6 separate regions of the Mus musculus genome follow, and all the other regions are linked to region 5. Evidence: chromatin contacts called from public HiChIP or PLAC-seq and promoter capture Hi-C data. All regions are on one chromosome and are shown on one strand. Each heading gives the region's core, a stretch centred on a gene start, on an enhancer-like site or on the middle of the called end of the contact. The rest is flanking DNA. Distances are from core to core; before and after follow the strand shown.

The links. Promoter capture Hi-C pulls out the DNA fragments that hold promoters and counts their contacts. HiChIP or PLAC-seq counts read pairs in DNA pulled down with a chosen protein or histone mark.
Region 1: an H3K4me3 HiChIP or PLAC-seq map of bone marrow-derived macrophages shows a contact between it and region 5, with 5 times the contacts expected there. The contact joins the enhancer-like site here to the promoter of Hexa in region 5. A contact is called at or near these places in 6 of 39 promoter capture datasets (the HPC-7 cell line, cranial neural crest, frontonasal cranial neural crest and 3 more) and 3 of 115 datasets of contacts at active chromatin or transcription factors (bone marrow-derived macrophages and pancreatic cancer cells).
Region 2: an H3K4me3 HiChIP or PLAC-seq map of embryonic forebrain shows a contact between it and region 5, with 2.6 times the contacts expected there. The contact joins the promoter of Cd276 here to the promoter of Hexa in region 5. A contact is called at or near these places in 5 of 39 promoter capture datasets (the HPC-7 cell line, cranial neural crest, embryonic stem cells and 2 more) and 5 of 115 datasets of contacts at active chromatin or transcription factors (bone marrow-derived dendritic cells, bone marrow-derived macrophages, embryonic forebrain and 2 more).
Region 3: a promoter capture Hi-C map of the 3T3-L1 cell line shows a contact between it and region 5, with 6 times the contacts expected there. The contact joins the enhancer-like site here to the promoter of Hexa in region 5. A contact is called at or near these places in 9 of 39 promoter capture datasets (the 3T3-L1 cell line, 3T3-L1-derived adipocytes, the HPC-7 cell line and 5 more) and 2 of 115 datasets of contacts at active chromatin or transcription factors (embryonic basal ganglia and embryonic limb bud).
Region 4: a promoter capture Hi-C map of embryonic stem cells shows a contact between it and region 5, with 2.4 times the contacts expected there. The contact joins the promoter of Hcn4 here to the promoter of Hexa in region 5. A contact is called at or near these places in 2 of 39 promoter capture datasets (cranial neural crest and embryonic stem cells) and 3 of 115 datasets of contacts at active chromatin or transcription factors (astrocytes, craniofacial prominence and embryonic stem cells).
Region 6: an H3K4me3 HiChIP or PLAC-seq map of bone marrow-derived macrophages shows a contact between it and region 5, with 4 times the contacts expected there. The contact joins the enhancer-like site here to the promoter of Hexa in region 5. A contact is called at or near these places in 12 of 39 promoter capture datasets (the 3T3-L1 cell line, 3T3-L1-derived adipocytes, the HPC-7 cell line and 9 more), 3 of 484 Hi-C or Micro-C datasets (the G1E-ER4 cell line, embryonic fibroblasts and reprogramming fibroblasts), 5 of 115 datasets of contacts at active chromatin or transcription factors (the NIH/3T3 cell line, bone marrow-derived macrophages, embryonic basal ganglia and 2 more) and 1 of 9 other capture datasets (embryonic stem cells).

What each region holds. Positions count from the first base shown.
Region 1 is chr9:58,977,278-58,980,814 of GRCm38.p6, forward strand. It overlaps Neo1 (neogenin), which reads right to left. Exons shown (of 28, transcript NM_001042752.1): 5 at 1,348-1,484. Among named protein-coding and RNA genes, the nearest start is that of Neo1, 57 kb to the right of the region's middle. Within about 2 kb of position 1,509, at least 41 of the 459 cell types and tissues checked have an H3K27ac peak or open chromatin away from gene starts, as enhancers often do. A contact at or near this core is called in the HPC-7 cell line, bone marrow-derived macrophages and pancreatic cancer cells, where this site is marked.
Region 2 is chr9:58,553,583-58,557,248 of GRCm38.p6, forward strand. It overlaps Cd276 (CD276 antigen), which reads right to left and starts at 1,451. Exons shown (of 8, transcript NM_133983.4): 1 at 1,440-1,451.
Region 3 is chr9:58,930,849-58,934,367 of GRCm38.p6, forward strand. Neo1 (neogenin) reads right to left here. Exons shown (of 28, transcript NM_001042752.1): 8 at 108-327. Among named protein-coding and RNA genes, the nearest start is that of Neo1, 100 kb to the right of the region's middle. Within about 2 kb of position 2,258, at least 2 of the 459 cell types and tissues checked have an H3K27ac peak or open chromatin away from gene starts, as enhancers often do.
Region 4 is chr9:58,820,987-58,824,704 of GRCm38.p6, forward strand. Hcn4 (hyperpolarization-activated, cyclic nucleotide-gated K+ 4) reads left to right here and starts at 1,963. Exons shown (of 8, transcript NM_001081192.3): 1 at 1,963-3,310. The coding sequence starts at 2,526. It also overlaps a transcript of Rec114 not described here.
Region 5 is chr9:59,538,258-59,541,818 of GRCm38.p6, forward strand. It overlaps Hexa (hexosaminidase A), which reads left to right and starts at 1,283. Exons shown (of 14, transcript NM_010421.5): 1 at 1,283-1,719. The coding sequence starts at 1,467. It also overlaps a transcript of Tmem202 not described here.
Region 6 is chr9:58,898,334-58,902,241 of GRCm38.p6, forward strand. Neo1 (neogenin) reads right to left here. Exons shown (of 28, transcript NM_001042752.1): 21 at 832-900. Among named protein-coding and RNA genes, the nearest start is that of Hcn4, 77 kb to the left of the region's middle. Within about 2 kb of position 1,463, at least 10 of the 459 cell types and tissues checked have an H3K27ac peak or open chromatin away from gene starts, as enhancers often do. A contact at or near this core is called in bone marrow-derived macrophages, where this site is marked.

The DNA of each region.
Region 1 (3,537 bases), core at 259-2,758, 560 kb before region 5:
TTTAACACTTAATAATATATTATATATTGTTATATATGTGGGTGTGTGTGCACGCACGGGCCTATCTTTTCCTCCTTGAAAGTGAATTCCTGTATTTATATTTTAAATTGTATAATTGTAACCATTCCAGCAGAACAAAAATATTCTGAAGACAGATATTTGTCTGTAAAAACATATTCTCTTTGACTGTCAAACTAGTAAAAAAAAAATAGCCAAGACACAGAACTCCTCCAGAAAGCTCATTGTGAAGCTTGGTACCTTCCTCGGCTCTGAAGAGGAAGCTTCCGCCCAAGTAGAAATTTCGCACAGTTCTTAGTGTATGCCAGACTATCTGGCAGAAAAGAATGGAGCCCAGATAATGAAGGTCAGTAGTGAATGGCAGGATCCCACCTTAACCAGGACTGCTGAGTCATGCACACCACAAAACCCTAAAGTTTTGTCCATACCCATATGAAGAAAAGTTCCCACGAAGAGAAATAGTGAAGTAAAACCAGAAGCTAACAAGTATGAGAGATGTATTTAATTTGATGCTCCTAACAACAATTTCCGGGTTTGGGGGCATACATAATTCAGGACTTGAGAGGTGGAGGTCACTAGACTTCTTTATTTGTTCTTTGCATTATGGCCACTGAGTAAATCTTCTTTCTCTGCTTTTCACTGTTATTTTTCTCTTTAATTGGCCTGTTGAAGACAGGTGGCTAATCCTCGCTTGTTGGTGCTGCTAGGGTCAGGCTCTGATCCTGACAACTGTGGTCACAGTACTGCAATTAATAGTTGGACTTCATTCTTTTTTATTTCCTATTCTTGTGTCAATAACATGTTGGTCTGCAAGATGGTAAATTTTAATTATGTGAAACTTCTCTACAGTTTTCTCTAACAAACTCATTTCAGAAAGTGCTTTAACTGCTGAAGTGAAGAGGATGAGTTTAGATCCCAGAACCTACACAAACGTCAGGTGCACGTGGCAGCTCATCTGTAATTCCAGCCTTGGAAGGCAGAGACACAGAATCCCCACAGAAAGCTGGGTAGCAAGAGTAACCTCACCAGCAAGCTCTAGATTTGACTAAGAGACTCTGCTATCAGTCTCAGGACTAGACATGCACTCCCCAACATGTGCTCCTCAAACACATGTGAACATGCATACACACATACTGCATACACATATATGAAAAGAAAAATTTCTATTGCTGTATTTGTGAAATGCAGACTCAGAATTTGAATTCAAGTGATACGGTCTAGACGTTTGCATTTTAACGATTATGATGTACTGCCTTTCTCATATTACTGTTAATCAGTAGACCTGGACAGTAAACAACATTTTTAATTTCACAGTAAATATTTACATACCTTGCACAGTAAGCTCCGCCTGAGCTTCAACTGTCTTATTTCCATTATCAGCTATGCAAAAATAAGTCCCAGCATCATCCTCAGTGACATCACTGATCTCCAAGCAACCTCCTGCTAGCAAGACCAACCTGCCAGAGCTGGATTAAACACACAAACAAAACGATACATTTCAGCATGAGGAAAAGAATTCCTATGAGGCTTTTCCCATAATAGCACACAAACACTGTTATAGTGATGGCTACAAGCTGACTAAGATTAACAAAAAAATCATCAGAATTTAATTTGTTTGTTTTGCTCTTATTTTATATGCATAAATGCCACCGTGTACAAATAAATTTTCACAATCTCTGGCACTTCTAGCTATTCCCAAAGAGTTATTACTTTTATGACCAATTCAACTTCCTCCAGTGTATCGCTGTCTCCCTATTCTGGTCGCTTAATGGAAATTATGTATTTTAAAGTTTGCAACCAATCTAAGACCAACTTCACCACAGCTGCGCCATGATGAGATTACTAACAGGAAGAAAAATACAGAGGGCAAAATGTTAACTCAAGCAGCAAGTCACGAGGCGACGAGTCACGAGGTGACGAGTCATGAGGTGACGAGTCACGAGGCGACGAGTCACGAGGTGACGAGTCATGAGGTGGTGCCACCAACTGAAAGTTTCCTATGGTGACCTGGCTAGGAAATAGGAGGTGGGGATAGGGATGGGTTTGTATTTAAAAAAAAAAAAAAAAGACAGGAAGGAAAAGGGAAGGACAGATGCCACTGAGTAACTCCCAGGGTGTGTACTGGGCGCAAATCAGCCAACATCCATCACTCCATTTACAATAAAGATGATGAATACTTTCATAAATCTACGGTGATAGAAGCCTATTTACATAAAAAACAACAATCCTATAACAGAAATAATTGAAAATCAATATTCTCAAATTTTTCTAAAGTTAAAAAGTTTAGTTCATCTGGAGAATTATGAACTAGATCAATAGACAAAGATATCTGAACAAAGCAAGGAATATAAATCTACAGGTATGCAATTAAAGCAGCCACTTAAAGCTTTTTTTTATTTATTTCATTATTTTTTTAATTAGGTATTTATTTCATTTACATTTCCAATGCTATCCCAAAAGCCCCCCCCCCCTCCCCCACCCACTATTTATTTCACTATTGTTTCCAGGCTGGTGCTAACTAGAAATGAAGTCTTGAAAAGTGAAACTCTGAAGAATCCACTCCTGTACTTGATGGTCCTGGAAGCGTGAGCCAGCCATCACACCAGCCATCACACCAGCCATCACACCAGCCATCACACCAGCCATCACACCACCAAGCGTGAGCCATCACACCACCAAGAGCTGTAGTATGGTAAGCAAGCCCTTTCTTTGTCCCTGCACTCAGAACTACGGTCTTCTAAGAGAAGGTATTATCCAATCACTGACATATACTTTGTTGCTGCTCACCTCCTGCTTTAGCACTCATTCTTTGGGTTCCTCTACAAAACCATTTCCACATCCCTCATTCTATCTGCTTTTTTATATTAACATATACGAACAAATTTAAATGTTATCAATTCTAAGACATTTGTTTAAAAAAAAAAACCCTATAGTGATCTTGTGTGTTTGTTTTCAAAGATGTAATAAGGATGCCTAATGCTTACGATACCTTGTTTTTCTACATAGCCCAGCACTATTGAGATTTCTAGACATTTTCCCCTTTAATATTGAAATCTGAAATCTAAGTAATAAATTAGGCATAATCCGCCCACACTTCTCAGGTGCTGGCAAAAACAAAGACATTATGGATAACTACCTACATCCAACCTGAAGGACTTCTCTGTTTTATTACCTATTTCTGTTTCCTCATGTAACACTCAGTAATTCAGCCAAAAACACACTGCTGAACATTTGGCCTCCCCAGATAGAGAGGCCAGGATGGAGAGTGCTGACATCGCAATCTCCTTAAGTCTTGACGTTCTCTGAGGCAGTGACACAAGAAAGCAGCATTTCTCAGATTTTCCTCGACATACTCATAAGTATTTAAGTGCCTAGAGAACTAGAGGCAGAACAACCATGTACTTGTTCTTCAAAGTCTCCTGGTTTAGCCACAGAGTTCATAGAAATATTATTCACCATAATATATTCACGTTGGATTAAAAACCATTTGCTGTCAAAAAAAAAAATCTTCAAATAAAA
Region 2 (3,666 bases), core at 201-2,700, 980 kb before region 5:
AGGTTTAGGTTTCAATTTCAAGTACAGATTTCAGATTCACCTATTTACAGGTCCCCAAACTACTCAGAATGTCGTTGTTGCTAAACAGTAGGAGTCCTAGGGACTTCTGGGAGGACAAAGGGAATGAGAAAGGAGGCTCAGTTAAATAAATAGCTCTCAAACTGTTCAGACACTTTCATTGGCATCTCAAACTGAAAGTAACTACTACACACTCAAAAAAAAAAAAAAAAGTCTTTGAGCTGGCCTGGTGGTGCATGCCTTTGTCCCAGCATCTGGGAGACATAGGCAGGTAGATTTATGTGAGTTCAAGGTCAGCCAAATCTATAGTGAGGTACTATCTTAAAAAAACAAAAATAAAAACAAAAACAAAAAACCCAAACTTTTTTTTTTAAGGATTTGGGTTTTAATTTAATCACTATTCATTTACAGATGGCCCACAATCAATTTGAAGGGAAATAATTTTTCACAATTAAGTAGGTGTCTCCCCGACACATACACAAAACCCCGGTCACGCACATACAAACTTCGGGTCTAATGTTTGCTTAATATTTCCCTTCAGTGATAAGCTCTCAGGTCTGAGTCACCCACCATACATTTCTCATTAGGACAGGTTTGGCTTGGAAATAAAACTCCCTTTCTGCCAGGCCACTGCCTCAAGCTCCGAAATCTGCGACTGGTTGACTGGGGCCTAGTAAGAAAGGGCCCTGGAGAGCCGGATTCAATTTTCTCGTCTCTATGTGCCACCCTGGTCCTCCAGCCTCTCCCTACCTTCCTTCAGACCTCCTCTCCATCCATCTCCATTTACCTAAGACAGCCCAAACTGTCCCATCCCATTTCCTCTTCAGTCTTTTATTTTTCGAAGGAGCCTTTAAAGCTATTCCCAGAACCTGTTCCCTCGTGCTCTTCTGCAGACCTGGTCCCTCTTCACCATTCAGATCCAAGAACAGGGGACCACCTAACCTCGTGCTCCCCTCCCCCGCAGTTTCCCCTTTCAGAGCTGGCATTCATGGTGTTTTCTTCCTCAAAGTCCGGAGAATGCCTCCCTTCCAGTCTTGGCTAGCAGCTTCCTTAAGCTTCAAGAACCATCAACCCAGTGACCTACCTGCCTGCATCCCTACTCCACACCCAGGGCCTGAATAATCAGTCACCCACCCCGTTTCGGGCCCCACAAGCCCCAGACTTGGGAGTCATCAGATCCCACAAATCCCAGCGGGTCTCAGCCCCCCGAGGAGGGAGCGGCCAAGCAGGGGTGCTCTCAGCTACTCCGGACCCTAGAGCCCCAGCGGTCATCGTGGATCAGGGTGCCGGTGCCCTGCGGGTAAGGGCCGCGGAGTTCCCAGCTCCTTGCACCCGGCGCCTTAGCGCGTGCAGTCCAGGCGCCGCCGCACACAAAGGTGGACCCAGCAGCCCACGCCGCCCCGCGCCACGCAAGCACTCACCGCGCCGCGCCGACTCCCGGGACTCGGGGACGCGGCGGGGCGCAGCCCAATCGCCGCCACTGTTGGTGCCGCCGCCGCCGCGAGGCCCGGCCAGACTGGGGCCGGGGGCGAGAGTGAGGGGCGGGACGGCCAGAGGAAGCTGGGGGCCCGGAAAAGCCGCCCGGGTGCGCCCCAGAGGCTGGATTGGCCCTGCGGCGAGATCCGAGGGTGAAGCCTGAGCCCGCCTGCTGGGCAGGGCCCGGGGTCTGGACCCGCCCCGACCCAGACCCTTGTTGGACCCCGACGGGGGAAGACCCAGTACTCTGAGGAGGAGGAGGAGGTGTTGGGCTACTCGCTGCCCATCCCCCACACGGATCCTAGCACTTCCAAGAGCCGAAGTTTCTTTTTCGGTGAGAGGGGACAGGTGACCGGCCACTGACCACTCCCACCCTCGGAACTGCTGGCTCCAAGCCCCGCTGCAATCCAGCTGTCCCCATTCAGTCCAGAATTTCTCCCCTCGACACCAGGCCAGCACCGCGGCTCGGAAAGGGTTAACTCGACAGCGAAGAATTCCGAGTTGCTGGGAGCTCTCTATAAATACAGTGTCGTGGGCGCCTGAGCCAACCACAGGGCAATTTCCACTGAGATGGTTTTCCTCGTTTTCTTACACCCACAGCAACCGGACTAACGCTGCTCTCAACCCTTTTATCCCAGCCGCATGCCAGCTGCTGGCTAGCCCAGGTTCTGTAGAGAAGAGTAAGCCTGGGTGCCCTCAACCCTGAACCCTTTCTTTGCCATCTATCTATCCCCATCCCCTTTCACTATGTCCTTAAAAAAAAAAAAAAAAAAAAATCTAGCTGCAGGCAGCGACAAGAGGAGGGCAAAGGATGATTAAGTCTGTCTGGAATTTGCCAACATCCCTTCACCTGTGTTTGTATCTGTCCATTACACAGACAGGAAACAGCAACAGCGTAGAGGGCCTTCTGTGGGCTCAAATGAAGGCAGCATGCTTTCCTCTCTGGCCTCCATAGATCTCCCAAGGGTCCCACCAGGTAGAAATTATTTCTGTTTTGCAGATGAAAAAAAAAAATTGAGACTCAAGGAAAGAAGGGACTCCAACCTTGCACTGCTTGCAGACTTAGCAACCAAGTGACAGCAGCTGTCAGAGAGAGCTTAGGAAATAATCGTGAATCCACACGGGTCTCGGCTTCTGCCAGCTACTATTTTAAGCTCTTCACAATTTATCTCTTTTAATCCCCCAAATTCAGTGAAGTGAGTGCTGTTACTCGCATTTTTGCAGATAAGGAGATTCAGACACAGGCTTTATAGTAGCTCACCCGAGGGCACCCAGCTCTTAGGGAGAGGCAGAACTATTCTATGTCCTTGAATTTGTGTGCTGAGATCAAATATAGCTATGTCTATGCTTCTAAATATAAATTTGGCATTAAAAAAAAAAAAAAAACCTGTATACATGGTCCTGCCCTTGAGCCAAGACTCTCATGTAGAGGTCAGAGGATAACCTTGGGTATTAATCCTTGACTTCCATCTTGCCTGAAACAGGATGTCTTTTTTTTTTTTTTTTTTTTTTTTTCTGCTGTGTCTACCAGGCTAGGTGTCCATGAGCTTCCCAACTCAACCGTGATGGGTGGTGAAGGGACACTTTACAATGCAGAGGCTTTTCTTATCCTTGCTCAAGAGCACAGTCCGAGAGGGAAGAAAATAATGAGCATTGGTTCTCAGTTCAAGGAGCTCTGACGCCCCCCAGGAAAGGGAAACAACTTGAACAAAGAGTGCATTATAGTGTGTCTCAAGGACCATTCAGCTGCGATTCAGTCAGTTGGCCACAGATATAGAAAGCTAGGATGACCGTTCTAGCACTCAAGAGTCTCTTAGTTTAGAAGAGGTTGGCTTGGTATTTCTAGCAAGTTCACCGTAGGGACGTTTCCAACAGAGTCCTGTCTGAAGCAGAGGCATTGGCATGAAAGGTGTTCTCCACACTTTCTGTCTGGACAAGGGTCCTCCTATTCTCCTTCTCTGTTTTCTGGACCAGCACTGTGGTGGTTTGAATGAGACTTGCCCCCATAGCTCATATGTTTGGATGCTTGGTCCACAATTATTGAAATTGTTTGAGAAGGATTAGAAAGTATGGGTGTTGTGTCCGGCCAGCAGACCACAACCTGGGTTCTAGCCTGGAAAGGCATTTTGGAAACCTAGAAGAGAAGAGGGGCTAGGTGGCGAGAGAAAGAAA
Region 3 (3,519 bases), core at 1,008-3,507, 610 kb before region 5:
AAAAAACCAAACCAAAACAAAACACCCTGCACAATAAAACAGGGTGAGCATGACCAGGCAGGGTGTAAGAAGATGCAGCCCACTGGCTCGAAACATGCAGCACTTACCTAGCAACCCCTTCCTTGGTGTAGAACACAGAGTAGGTGAGATTGTCTCCATGAGGGTCTGATGCAGGTGTACGCCATGTCAATTTAATGAAGCGAGTAGAGACCAGGGAGGCCACGACGTCTCGAGGAGCTGAAGGTAATGGTCCCGTTGTGGCTGGTGCTAGATGGTCAGTAGTGGCACTGGTCAGTGAAGTGGGAGGTAATGTTGGGATGGCAACATCTTGTCATGTGCAAACATTGGGGAATATGAAGGGCAAACCACGACGGTTTTTAAAGAGAACAGAAAAACAAAAAACAAAAAAGAAATAAACAAAACCACGATGGGAAATAAAATAAAATGAATGAACATAAAAAAGGCCATTAAACTGAAGGCTAACATGCAGGCTGGGGTAACTACTGCAAACTAATGGGGATATTCAAGACACATCACTGTGGAACAGATTTTCTGATCTGATAAGGGTTGTGGATAAGGAACAGGGAAAAGACAGCTGAGAATAACACATCTTAAATGACGACACAGCAGTGCCCAGGCAATCTTCTTAATATTGAAAGCAGCATGCAATATGTGTCAAACTCTGCATATAACTCTCAGTATTTTCTACTTTACCAAAACATGGAAAAACCTATCTATAATGATTATAGTATAGATACTCCTCATTACACTCTACAAAGGGCCCCAGGGGAAAGTCTGTGGTAGGGGTATATGACTTCATTTATTTTTTCAGCTTTACAGATTAGAAAGCTACACTTCCAACTTTAATGCTTAGCCTGTTATCCACATCGGCAATACCCAGGGAAGTGACAACTTTCCTCATCTTGATAAATTACACTTCAATTGTCCTTATGTCAATCCATTTAGTTTTATCACTATAAAAAACCGAACCCAAAATTCCAAGACCACAAAAACAATATAGGTAACTTAGGATCCTCTGCCAGGATCTTCACCACCATGTTAACAGCTCCAGAATGCAGTACTGGGTGCGAGAGATGAAGTAATGCTAGCACTAAGCAGCTGTAGCCAACCTGCTCTTCCTGAGGTGGCCTATCTATGAGATAGTTCTGATTTTAGAAATTTTATTCCTTGTACTCAACCTAAATCTCCCTTTTAGAGACAAAAGTTCAAACTTAATCTCGCTCACACACATACCACCCCACCCCTCAGAGAGGGCCTCATGCTAGAAAAAGAGAAATTACTACAAACTTCCTGGGAAAATTGGTAGGAAACAGTCAGAGAAGAAAATAATTTGTAGACTTCATTTCTCCTATACCTGCCGTTTGTGGAGATGGAGCACAGGGCTTCTACTAGCCTAGATAAGCACTCTTACCTTGTACACAGTTTTGAATTAAGTGGTAGGGCAATAAGGCAAACAGTCTCCTAGAGGTATCTGAGCACTTTCCACAAGGAACTCTGCCTCATTTATGTGGACCAGTAAATCATTACAACAATTCTGTAATCTGTACTGCCATATTGTCTCAGTCTTACAGAGGATGATATTTAAAGGAGATACAACCTGGGTCATAGCAAGTGGTAGACTAATAACCAAATTCTGACTTGTAGTGTAAAGACCCTGAATGTAGCCAGCAGGAAATGGAAACTTCACTTCCAGTGTGGCTGTGTCACTAGGAATCACTTATTCTTTTCTGTTCTCTTTTTATGTCTAATCCTTGGAAGAGTTAGTCTATTAAAATGTAACATTATAAAGTTTTCTTCAGCTATAAGCACAAATATACTGAGACACATAGTCTGATATAAAATAGCAGTGCTCACAGCGTTCTAGGGCATTTCTGTTATACCAAACACTTGATTTTAAAACAACCTATCTAAGTCTTCCACAAAATTAAAACATCTGGAAACTACTCCAAGACTTTTAGAAATCAGTCATCGCAGCTCAGAGCCTAAGTGAAACCACAGATCTTGAGGCCAAGTATATGCAATTACAATCTTTGAAAAATTATGCTGTTTTGTTGTCCTCCTGACATTAGAATTTACTCCTGAGAGTTCAAAGATCTGATCACTCACTCTGCTCCAAAACTTCCCATAGTATAAGCCTGAAAATCTCAGCACAGGGCTCACAGTCTTCTACTGGTTGATCCCAATCTAGTTCCCCAGCCTAGAGAGACTGTTGTGCAGGGGACATACTGTTCGTGCTGTACTCTGGATCTTTCTGGCTCTCTGCAAAAGAACGAGCCTTTCTGCTTCTTTGTTCACACTGTCCATGTTTATAGCAACAGACACAGGCCAGTCTGGGACCAATACCTTCACTTGACTAACACATTACACACACCTGAAGCTGTTTCTGAAGGTGGAAACCATTAAGTTCTGTGCTGGACATGTTGCCCTTGGTTAAGAGGATCCAATTATTCTAATTTGACACCTACTTAAGTCAGTGAAGCGAGCTGTGAGTAGGCACATTTAAAATTTCATTTTGAAATACAAAATGTGTGTGTGTGTAGTTTCTAAATTCCTTCAAACTGCAAGAGTGTCTTGGGAAAGGTTCATTCTCGGTAGCCCTTTATTTCCTCATGTAAAGAACTCTACTATATTGTTAAGTTCCAGGGATGTTCATGGTGACGTTGCCTAGAATTGGGTGAGATCTACACAATGCATGAGTGTCAACGAAGGTACAGCTCCATACACCATCACATGTATAAGTTAACAAGTATACCAGAAAGGAGGGGGTGGGGAGGGAAAAAGGGAGTGTGTGTGTATTAGAGAGACAGAGGGAGACACAGAGACAAAGAGATACATGGGAGCCTAGTGCTAATCTGACAATTCTACAGGAGAATCCTATGTTGTTTGCATGCAACACTTCTAAATCTTAATCCTGCAATCTTTTTCTCCCAGACAGTAGTCCTTGCTAGACACCCTAGATTAAATACCAGCCAAGATCATGTACTGCAGAGAGCCTACTGAAAAGAGCTCCTGTGCCTGGAAGCTGCTAGGCTGTTCAACCATGTGGAGGTAATTTCATGCTTTTTATTGTAAAGACACAGTAAATTATAAAAACAACTTACAACAAGCACAAGTGTGTAAGTAGAAGAACTAACGTCTTCCTTTCCTGTGGAGGGTACGAGGGTACTCCAGAGAAGCATTATGGGAACCAGGAATGTTAATCATGAAGGGGTGTGATTTCTCCTCAGTGGAGGAGAGAAATCACACACCTGCATTCCATCCAGAAAGCTGAGAGTGGGGGCTGCTAACTGTGGAGGCAGTCCTCACCCAAATGTGCCAGAATGCTTTCCCCAGACTCTTCCATCCCTCAACTCATCCTTAGGGAGATGGCACAGAATGTTTATCCCAGATTCTTCCCCCTCTAGACCATTACCTTGGGGGAGATCCCTTATGGTCTGCTGACCTCTATGCTATTGGTCAGAGACCACACTAGATTCTAGGCCTTTTATCTATGGAAAC
Region 4 (3,718 bases), core at 713-3,212, 720 kb before region 5:
ATACCCAGAGTTGGCTCTATATGGATTGTGCTAATTTAGTTGAAGGTGAGTGAGGTGTTAGAGGAAGAGTCAACAGGAGGCCCCTGGCCAGCATGGGACAGTGGTTCCTAGGAAACAGAATCTTAGTCATATCCTCATCTTTACCCCGGGGTTCCCTTTATCACCAGTAGTTAACTTTCAGGGTCCCTTGCTTCTGGTAGAATTGTTCTGCTCTTTGTACACCCTTGTGGTGGTGCCCAAGCTTTTGAGATTAAGTTAGTCTTGTTCCCCCCCCCCCCCACACACACAAGGAACTTAATCCAGAGGCACAAGGGCTGCCTGGTGTCATTGATGTTCAGATTAATGGGGACTCACTCAATAAGAACCAGAAGTGGAGACATGACCAATATTTGGGTTAGTCAGGAAAAGATGCCTTGTGTGTAGTGCCTTCCTGCAGCTGGGTCACTGCAGGGTGGTTTCTGGTGATCAGAGAAATTGTAGCAAGGGAGGTCTTCATCCACCACCAGGCAGACAGGGCTCTCAGGCAGTTAAGAGCACTCCTCAAGGAGACCCAAGGACACTGAGAGATCGTGCCTCCCAGCATCTGTGCAGGGAACTGTCAGCTCAGAACTGCTCAAAAGTAGAAATGCCAGCTCCGGGTGATGTCATCACCCTAGACATCCCCACCCCCCATGCGAAGTTCTGTGGTCCAGTGGATAGAGCAGAAAAGGCCCACCACCCAAACCCTGCTGCCTTCCAAATCCCTACTCGGGATGTGTGTGTGGACACAAGCGGGCTAAGATTTCAAATGTAAACTTCATGCTATTCCTCAGAGTAGAGGACCCCTTTGCCTTCCTGCCCACGGGTCTGTTTCTCTACTGACACAGACTCCAACCTTCTCTGGCCAGTTCTCCCTCTGAACCGCCCCTTCACCTTTTTGTGAGCTAATGTTGGGTGTTGGGCTGTACTAAAGTGTGGATACCTAAGCTATACCTTAGGCTTGGGATTTGCCCTTAAATCGAGAATGTAATACAGGGAGCGAGAAGACGCCCAGGTGCATTAAGAGAGGGATCAAATGGGGGCTGGGGCGGTTAAAGAGTGTGTCTGGGTGGAGATGGAAGCCTCTAACGCTGGTGCACACAGATGTCTCGACTGAATGGAAGCACAAGGCGAGGGAGTCAAAGCCTTCCCCAGAGTGTCAGGTCGCCAGAGGAGCCTGCCCATAGCCTTCTGGAAGCAGCCCGTTGGTCTTGGGAACCCCACATCGAATTGCTCCGGGAAAGGCGCTGGGGAGTGGGTGGTGGGAAGTCCGGCGCTGGGATCCCGCATCTGTGACTGCTACTGTCGGCGCATTTCTTCGAAGTCTTACCTCGCAGAAGTGGGTCCACCCGCGCGCCCAGTGAGCGCCTGGAGAGTTTCCCGCAAGCCCTCCTCGCCGCGCCGGGGAAGACCCACGCGGGATTCGCCCCCCGCCCCTGGCTCAGGAAAACCCTGGGAGCCGCCCGGACTCGAAGCGTTTTCCGGAAACCCCCTCTCCAGGCGAGTTGCGGGAAAGCAGCCGCTCCGCAGCCTTACGACCGGCACGCCTCCCCGGAGGAGGGTCGGAGACCCTAGCGTGGAGACAGCGGGCTAGGCAAGGAAAGCCCGAAGCTCGCGGGAGAGACTGGGAAACCCCGCCCCCAAATCTTGAGCCCCAGCGGGAGCTCTCAGTCCGTGGCCAGCAGGAATCATTACGCGCACAGGAGTAAGGACACCTCCTACCTCAGTCCCTAAGGTCTGGCGAGGTTCCGCCCTGCGCCCCTCGCGGGGCCCGGCCCCCTCCGCCCCCCTCTATGTCTGGGCTGGGACGCCGCTGCCCCTTTAAGAAGCCCAGGTAGGCAGGCCGGGCTGCAGAAGCCGCTCCTATGGCAACCCGCGAGCTGCGGCGGCTTCATGAATATTCCGGGGCGCGGGAGCCCGAGCGCTGCCGGAGGGCGCTCCGGGAGAGGCGGAGGCTGATGTAAGCCCGGCGGGCCGCTGGGCTCCGCTCCGCTGCGGCGGGAGTCCCCAGGACTCGGCCGGCTGGGCTCAGCTAGAGGAGGCAAAGCGAGAACCCGGGTGACCAGCTGCAAAGCCCGGGCGGTCACACGCGCTGACAGCCCCAGACACCCGCCGGACGCACTCCCGGGAACCGCGCGGGCAGTGCGCTCTGCGCTCGGGAGCGGTTCCCGGAGCGCGGTGGCCGCAGCGCCGCCGCTGCCCGCGCCCATTGTTCCCCGCGGGGGCGGGGCGCCTGGAGCCGGGCCGCGCGCCGCGCCCCTGATCGCAGGAGGGAGGGAAAAGAGGGAGGGAGCGTGGGGTCCCCGCGCCCAAGCCGGGCCCGGGAGGAGGTGCAGCGCGGCGAACCCGGGGACCTGCAGCCGGACTAGGAGCCTCCCCTCGGCGCGCAGCCCGCGCGATCATGGGCTCGTGAGGCAGCGAAGGACGCGTCCTCACTGGCAGGCGCACCTGGAGCGGGTCCCCCGTGCCGCACCCGCACCGCTGCCCCCGGCCCAATCCCTGGCACCATGGACAAGCTGCCGCCGTCCATGCGCAAGCGGCTCTACAGCCTTCCGCAGCAGGTGGGGGCCAAGGCGTGGATCATGGACGAGGAAGAGGATGGTGAGGAAGAAGGGGCCGGGGGCCGCCAGGACCCCAGCCGAAGGAGCATCCGGCTGCGGCCGCTGCCCTCGCCCTCTCCCTCGGTGGCTGCGGGCTGCTCGGAGTCCCGGGGTGCGGCCCTCGGGGCGACAGAGAGCGAGGGGCCGGGCCGCAGCGCCGGCAAGTCCAGCACCAACGGTGACTGCAGGCGCTTCCGCGGGAGTCTGGCCTCGCTGGGCAGCCGGGGCGGCGGCAGTGGTGGAGCAGGGGGCGGCAGCAGTCTCGGGCACCTGCATGACTCCGCGGAGGAACGGCGGCTCATCGCCGCTGAGGGCGATGCGTCCCCCGGCGAGGACAGGACGCCCCCGGGCCTGGCGACCGAACCCGAGCGCCCGGCCACCGCGGCACAACCCGCAGCCTCGCCGCCGCCCCAGCAGCCGCCGCAGCCGGCCTCTGCCTCCTGCGAGCAGCCCTCGGCGGACACCGCTATCAAAGTGGAGGGAGGCGCGGCCGCCAGCGACCAGATCCTCCCCGAGGCCGAGGTGCGCCTGGGCCAGAGCGGCTTCATGCAGCGCCAGTTCGGTGCCATGCTGCAACCTGGGGTCAACAAATTCTCCCTAAGGATGTTCGGCAGCCAGAAAGCGGTGGAGCGCGAGCAGGAGAGGGTTAAGTCAGCAGGGTTTTGGATTATCCACCCCTACAGTGACTTCAGGTAAGAGGCCAGGTTGGGGATGCCAGTGGATGCCTTGTGTAGTTGCAGGCTCTCTTCCCAGTCCAGCCTCCCAGCCCGAGTTAACTTTACTTCCTTGCGCTGGGAGCTCCAAGAGAAGTGGGATGCCTGGAGCGTCCCAGAAACCCCCGGACCTCCTGCAGTACACTGGGAACTTCCTCAGTCTTCAGGCTCCTGTTTTCTCTCCTCCAGGGTCTGGGCCACTTTGGAGGCAAGCTCAAAGGTGTTCTGAGTTTGGCCTAGCCATGCTTGCAGCCAGGGTAGAGCACTGCTTGTCCAAGCCACGCACCTCCCCCTTAGAGGCTGCAGAGTCAAGGTGGCCGTCCTAGAGACAGCTCTAGGTCCTTCAGCTTGCAGAGAAGGGCCATGGAGGGAGATAGCCATCTTAGC
Region 5 (3,561 bases), core at 33-2,532:
AAATCCTCTGGTACTCGGGTCTCTGCAACCACCATGGCTGGCAGAGCCGTGATCTGCGGGAATCAAGAAGGTAGTTCAGTTCAACATGACTAAGGAGGAAGGACACACAACATCGCACACAAGCAACACGTATGCCCACATGTTAGCATACACACATGTACTTCCACACACTTAACATGCTGCCCCAAACACAGAGTCCAGAGGCTGGGGGTGTGCTTAGGTTGTAGTACAGACAGTAGAGCATTTGTCTTCCTATCATGCACGAGCCCTGGTTTCAGACCCCATGACTGTGTATCAGGTGTACTAGGCATAATCTACCTGTAAACCTAGCACCCAGGAGATGGACGCTAGAGAGTTTGAAGTTCAAGGTCATCCTCAGCTGTACAGCAGCCAGCCTGGGCTTCATGAGACTCCTAAAGCTTTGTTTTTAAAAGATGACTGCAAGGGCTGGTGAGATGGCTCAGTGGGTAAGAGCACCCGACTGCTCTTCCGAAGGTCCGGAGTTCAAATCCCAGCAACCACATGGTGGCTCACAACCATCCGTAACGCCCTCTTCTGGAGTGTCTGAAGACAGCTACAGTGTACTTACATATAATAAATAAATAAATCTTTAAAAAAAAAGAAAAAAAAAAGATCACTGCAAGCCTTAAGACTATGGTTATGGAAATTGCCATGTTCTGGGATACCAAGTCTAGCACAATTAATGAGCAAAGTGGAAGTTCTCTCTCTTTTCTTCCACTGTTCCTCCTGCTCACTTCAGGGTTGAAGATTGAACCTGCGTTCTCAATCATGCTAATAAAGTTATCTAGCACTGAGCTTCACCTCTAGCTAAGAGAAATTTTCATAAATTCTTCTCAGTTATAGAAGTAAACATGGCTTCTGCACTTACAACAGCAGTCTTTCTGGCTTGACCTACTGAACACTCGGGTTACAGGCTTTTGCTAACACACCGGGTTCTGGCACTCACTAGATAGCCCGCACTGGCCATAGACTTACAGGAATCCTCCTGCCTTTCCCTCACTAATTCTGGTATCACAACTAGGAATCACCACAAACAATTTTTCAACACTTTGGGACGTCTTTCAATTGCTCCATGTTGAGACCCCTGGGGCTGATTACTTAAAGACTGCTCAAGTGCGCTTTCACACAGTTGACACTGCAAATTGGATTCTCATTTTCCTTCTTCCCGTATCCTCCGGGCTAGTTCTCCATGCCCTGGGGCGGTGCCTGTCCCTCCCAGCCCATCCCTTGGGTTTGGGTTACAGAGGCTTGGCCAGGGCGGGGATCGATCCTTCACCGCCCACCCGGTCGGGAGCTGCAGAATCCTTTGCTTACGGATCTCTGAGATCGAGCCCGCCTTGCTTCCCTCCCGTTCACGTGACCCTCCGATTGTCACGCGGGCGCCGCTCAGCTGACCGGGGCTCACGTGGGCTCAGCCTGCTGGAAGGGGAGCTGGCCGGTGGGCCATGGCCGGCTGCAGGCTCTGGGTTTCGCTGCTGCTGGCGGCGGCGTTGGCTTGCTTGGCCACGGCACTGTGGCCGTGGCCCCAGTACATCCAAACCTACCACCGGCGCTACACCCTGTACCCCAACAACTTCCAGTTCCGGTACCATGTCAGTTCGGCCGCGCAGGCGGGCTGCGTCGTCCTCGACGAGGCCTTTCGACGCTACCGTAACCTGCTCTTCGGTTCCGGCTCTTGGCCCCGACCCAGCTTCTCAAGTGAGTCACTGCCCGGTTCTTCCCTCCGAAGGAGCCGCCTTCCGTGCGTGGGTCAGCCCCGGCCCGGCTCCCAGACACCCTCCCGTTGGCCTCTGCACAGCCCAGTCAGTCACCTCCCACGCGTTTCTCCCCTTGCTTTCTCTATCCAGCTAGCTGGCCTCCCCAGCCCAGCCCCTATCCCGAGCACCCCTTCATTGATGTGACTTCTTGGGGTCTCAGTTTATCCCTAATCCTCCTTTTGAGAACTGCATTTAGGTTTTCTTTCTTTCTTTCTTTCTTTCTTTCTTTCTTTCTTTCTTTCTTAAGAAATGCCTACTGTAGGGCCACAGTTCAATCAGGCTGTTAGAATATTGACAATATGTTGGCAATAGACATTTAAAATGATCCTTTATAGAACATGCTCAAGTGGCATAGGGTCCCTGTGAGGCAGTGACCAGGGCTGCAGAACTGAGCCCAGCATGTGTCTGGCACATAACTTGGTTAGTAAAAGTGTGAGAGGAATCAGAACACAAGGCAGAGAGCTTCCGGAGACATAGGCAGACGATTCCAAATCATCTGTTGAAAGTGAAGACCCTGTCATCCCGCAAGGCATCTCCATCATCCTTACTGTTTCCAAAGATCCTCAAAAGAGAAGATGAGCTGCAGGTTTTCGGATTTGGCGTAGACTCTGGTTTGGAGGAAGCTGGAGGAGCAGGGATCTTATAGTCTCAACCCAGACCCCTTCTGTCACAGAGTTGGAAATGGAAAATGCATCTTGAAATAGAGGAGAGACACAGCTAAGGTCAGGCAGCTGGGCTGGGAAGGATTAACCATCAAACCTCTATTCTCTCAGTTGGTAAAGTGCAATGCAACGAGGCTTGAATACCCTGCTGCATCTCATAAGAGCTGTCTCGACGGCACACAGACTTGGGGATGGGGGTGGGGTGGAGCCAGGAAGATCAAGAGTCCACGGTCATCTTTGGCCACATACTGAATTTGAGGCCACCTTGGGCTGTCAGAGACACTCTTAAGTGACCTGGTAGTTATTCTTGGAGAAGACTGGGTTGCCTTTGATTCTATTGCTTTCAAAGAGGAAGAGAGTTTCATGATGACATTTATAAGAGTGTGTGGAGAATGGAGAGTTACATAACGAGAAATAATGATAAAAATACTTTCAGAGTGGAGGTAAGTATTAGGAACAACTGTATTTAGATGAGGGCCAAAAGTATACATTTATCTCTTATTATTTGATTCTGAACGCTCAGGGCCTTGGGTTAGTTTTGTCCATAGTCAGCCTGTTCAACAGGCTGGGTGGTTTTTCTTATTACTTAGATCATAATATGCCTTCACGATAATTCTGGCTAATTCTAAGCCTGAGAAGCTGAACTCCTGTGGTGTGTGTATGACTCGTTTGTGTATGATATGTGAAATCTCTGAGTCTTGTTTCTTTGAGCTACACTTGCTCTCCCTGCCTTTTTGGATATTGTGCTTGAAGTCTGTGTGCACTGAGGGATCTGAACTCTGAAACACAATGCATTCATCACTCATCCTAGGACCTCATAGGAGCCGTTTCCAGACTCCTGCTACTTCCTTGTTTGTGTTTTGTTTTGTTTTCTGTCTTCCTACACTTGGAGCCTTTCTGGGGGTGATAAAACAAAAAAGCTGTAAATGTCTTTTCACTCTTTGAAGGAGGGGATAATAGTGGGGGAGACTTGGTGATGTTTAAAATAAAATATCGTTGAAGCTGCCAGTCAGTGGTAGATTACTTAGTGTGCACAAATTTCTGGGTCTGAACACCAACAAAATAGTGAAGGAGAAAAAAAATGTAGGGGGCAAGGGAGGAAGAGAGAGAGATATGACCCT
Region 6 (3,908 bases), core at 213-2,712, 640 kb before region 5:
GAGTGGAGTCAAAGATGACACTTCTCCACTCATTTTTTTTTTTTACCGTATTAATTGGGAATACTTCAATCTGTTCTCCCTACATCCCAGAGTTGAGGATCAGTGGTGAGTTCAAGTGTGAGAGTAAACTCAGAAATGGTAAGAAAAGTGCCTTTTTAATAAAATTAAAAATTACTGACTTTTATTTAGTGAGTATGAATGTTTTGCCCATATATGTCTGTAGATCACATCATGCAAAACCCAAGGAGGCCAGAAGAGGATGGCAGATGCCTTGGGCTAGAGTTACAGACAGTGGCAAGCCACTGTGTGGGTCCTGTTGTACCCAGGTTCTCTGCAAGAACAGCTTGTGCTCTTAACTATGCTCCATCACCAAGAATGAAGTGTTATAAAATTGAGGGTAATAACTTGCAGAATGGTAGAAAAGTAGAGTATTTTCCCCTAGAAGTCCCAGACTTAAAAAAACATAGTAGGGGAGATGCTGAGATTCTGAAGCGGTTCTCGGGCTTTGCTGGGTGACGGGGATCCTACCAGAGGGCTAGTGTTTCAAAGTCTAACTCTTTTCTCTCGAGGTAGTAGGAGACAGATCATTTGTTTAGGAATCAGTCTTGTTTCCAGCTAGCTATGCAGAGAGACAGGATTCTATGATGAAAATAGGCTTCTAGTAATTCAGCAGTACTTGCCACAAAATGGCCAAAGGTAGGTCCGATAATTAAAATGAACCACATTAACATGCCATAAGCCAACATTGAAGCCATAAACCATACTTAAAAGTTTTAAGCAGAACTGCATAATGTCCACAGAAAGCTGAAAAAGTCTTAGAGGGGGTTTTACCACTCATTGGAGGTTTGTAGTCAGATCCCAGGTCTGGTAGTCGGCTTCCTTTTCCTGCTGACCCTAAGGCTGAAGCAGAAGAAATCACGTCAGTAAAAACCCAACATGTAGATGTGACAGTCCATTCCACAGCTAGTTAAGTGTCTTCTAAAAACAAAACACTTCAGTCTACTCCGTAAGAAAATGAAACAACACAAATAATGGGAAACTACAGATTGTGTGCCAAGGTACACAGACACAGCTTGCAGTGTAAGGAGGTACCTAGAAGACTGGTGCCTCTGTTTCAAGGCCATGACCTAACTACCAATCTGCTGTTCAGGAAGTGGGGGACCCCCTCCCATTTCTCTAGCCCAGGAAGTGATGGTCAGAGAGGACATGTGGTAGTAGATTATTTTATAACAAAAGGGACTGAGGGAGTAAGTGAGGCTGATGCTTGTACCAAACAAGTATATTCTCCAAAGGACCTGGTGATGCTGATCTGGCATGGCTAGTATCAGTATTGTTCTGGCTCCCCCTCCCACCCCCCCAGATTATGAAGTTGTCCTTTCAAGTATAAAGTTAACTTAAGCAAGAGCAGGAAGATAAGCAGAGATTCAAATCAGATTCTCACTTCCTTTTCTGTCACTTATGAATTGAGCAACAGAAACAAACAAAACACAAGCCTTCCTTCTGGTTGCTTACACTGTCATCTGAGCTCCTATAGTCACAGGTTCAAATGAGTGAGGTCTCCCCAGCAGCAGACCTCAAAGAGGCAGAAACCCCAGGCTTTATTTTATTTCTGTTTTATAATCCTTATTCTTAGTTTTCAGTTTCTCTCTTTCTTCCTCCATAAAGATATTCCTCAATTCCAAGTTACTAGCCAGAAAGCAGTGGCAAGCTCTTGAGAAGAGGCCAGCAAGCATAAAAAGTAAAAGCTGCTCCTGACCGTTAATGGCACGCAGTGCTTACAAGACTGCCCGTGAACACCAGCTCCACTACATGGCAGTGCTTTGCTGTGGGGCAAGTCATGTAATTAGTCACTTGGACATCTGTTTACAACACCAAATGGAAATTTAAGACCATGAGACACTGAATACTGCTCTGTGTGTAGTAAATGATCAATAAATGTTAACTATTACAAACATCATAAATTCAGGGATGTCCTCTTCCTCTTTATGGAGGCAGAGTACACGGAGCTCTAGTAAACACTTATAAGAGATATTTTCACAAATAAAGCTTGACTAGAAATGTATAAATACATTTATTTCTGCAAAACAGAGTTAATGTTAATTCCTCTTTCCTCTTATAAAGAATCATATTTTAAAAGAAACAAAGGGAGCCCGAATATAAAGTTGTATAAGTACTTCATTTAATAGAATAAATCTAGAGGCTAACTATAATGTTTGATATGTTCTCAGAAGTAAAAAATCTATACAAGAAAAGAACAGTTGTTCTTGGATCCTACAGTATAGTTTCAGAACTTCTAGGGCATAGTCTAGGATTTAATTTAGTCTCTGACCCCTTTTCCATTGTTCCTACTAACTACTCCATCCTCTTACTTCTGAGGCTATCATCTCCCAAGTGACACACACTATGTAAGCCTCAAGATTCCTGTTGTTCTTCATATGCTATCACATCAGGCAAAATCTAACTGGCAGAGATACTCAGCATTTTAAGTTCTTTATATTTAAATTTTCATGATTATCACGTAAGCTACATTTAAACTTTCCAGAACACATCACATAAACAAACAAACAAATCAACCAACCAACCAAACAAACAAAAAGCTGCCACTGAACTCACCTTGTTTGCCAAGATTTAGTTGGTTTATATTCCTGCATTTCCCAATATTTTATTTAGCATTTAAAGAATAACCAAGAAATTCAAAGGATGTACCCTAAATACCAACAGGTGAAAAATTTTGAATACTAGAACAGCAAAGTGCTGCTTAACAGTTATCAAATGAAAGAGCAAGGCGTATTTACATTCTCTGCATATTCAGCGTATTCAGCAAGGCATATTTACATTCTCTGCATATTCAGCGTAACGCTTTATGAAATCTCATGCTTCTACACTCAAAACACTATGCCCACAGTTCCCTCCCATGTAAAAAAAGACTTGTTGAACACAAGCACATGTCCAAAGCCATGAAACTCAATACTCTGTTCTGATTCTTACATTAACCAAGATCCAAAAAGCTGAATTTCTGATTATTACTGTTAAACCATGAGAACAATTATCAACTTTATTTCTAGTGTTCTATCTCTATATGGAAAGCTACCTTTAGCTTGTTTCTTAGAGACAGAAATCACAAAGGGCAGCTAACATGCCACCAGAGCAATCACAATGAAAAACCTGCCAGTCAAGGATTTCAAGACAGGTGACATTAAGACTCGTCCTTCCTAAGTGTCTTGCCACATGCTTTTTATCCTTTTATAAAAACAGTCTTACTTAATGTTTAAGGAAGAAATATAAAAAGAGCTATAAATTAACATCCTTGGTCACAGATAAGCACGTATGTAACAAGATTATATACGTATGTCAGAAGTGAAATACAGTGTTTACTGATTTTGATACTGACTTTTCACTTAAATAAAATACTAAATATGAAAGATTGCTATACTGCTCACATTTGCCTCAAATGCTTATCACTGTTTATAACTTTAGCATCTTAACTTCTAAGGATAACCTGATCTTCACTTAATGCCAATCTAGAGTTTATTCAACTCAATTTTCTTCCACCAGGTAAGTTAGCTTCTAAGTGACTCCCTCAGCTTTTCAGATATCCCAAGGGCTATAAACATGGACTCAACACTACTCTGGCCAATAAGTATGTGTGGTTTTAAACACATGATACTGATTTTCAGGCGGAAAAATGAAACAAAAAGCTAATGATAGGTTGCAAAAGAGAAAAAATGAGAGGCCATCTCCTCATTTACCTTGGTCATTAGGCATTTTATCAGAGGAGTCCGCTGACAGGTCAAGCACAGGGGAAGAGGAAACAAGAGCAAGGATCACCAGCTTTGAAGATGGACAGACAGACGTCTTAAAGGAAAAATACAATTCCCACAAACTTCCAAGTAAATTGATAATAGAAA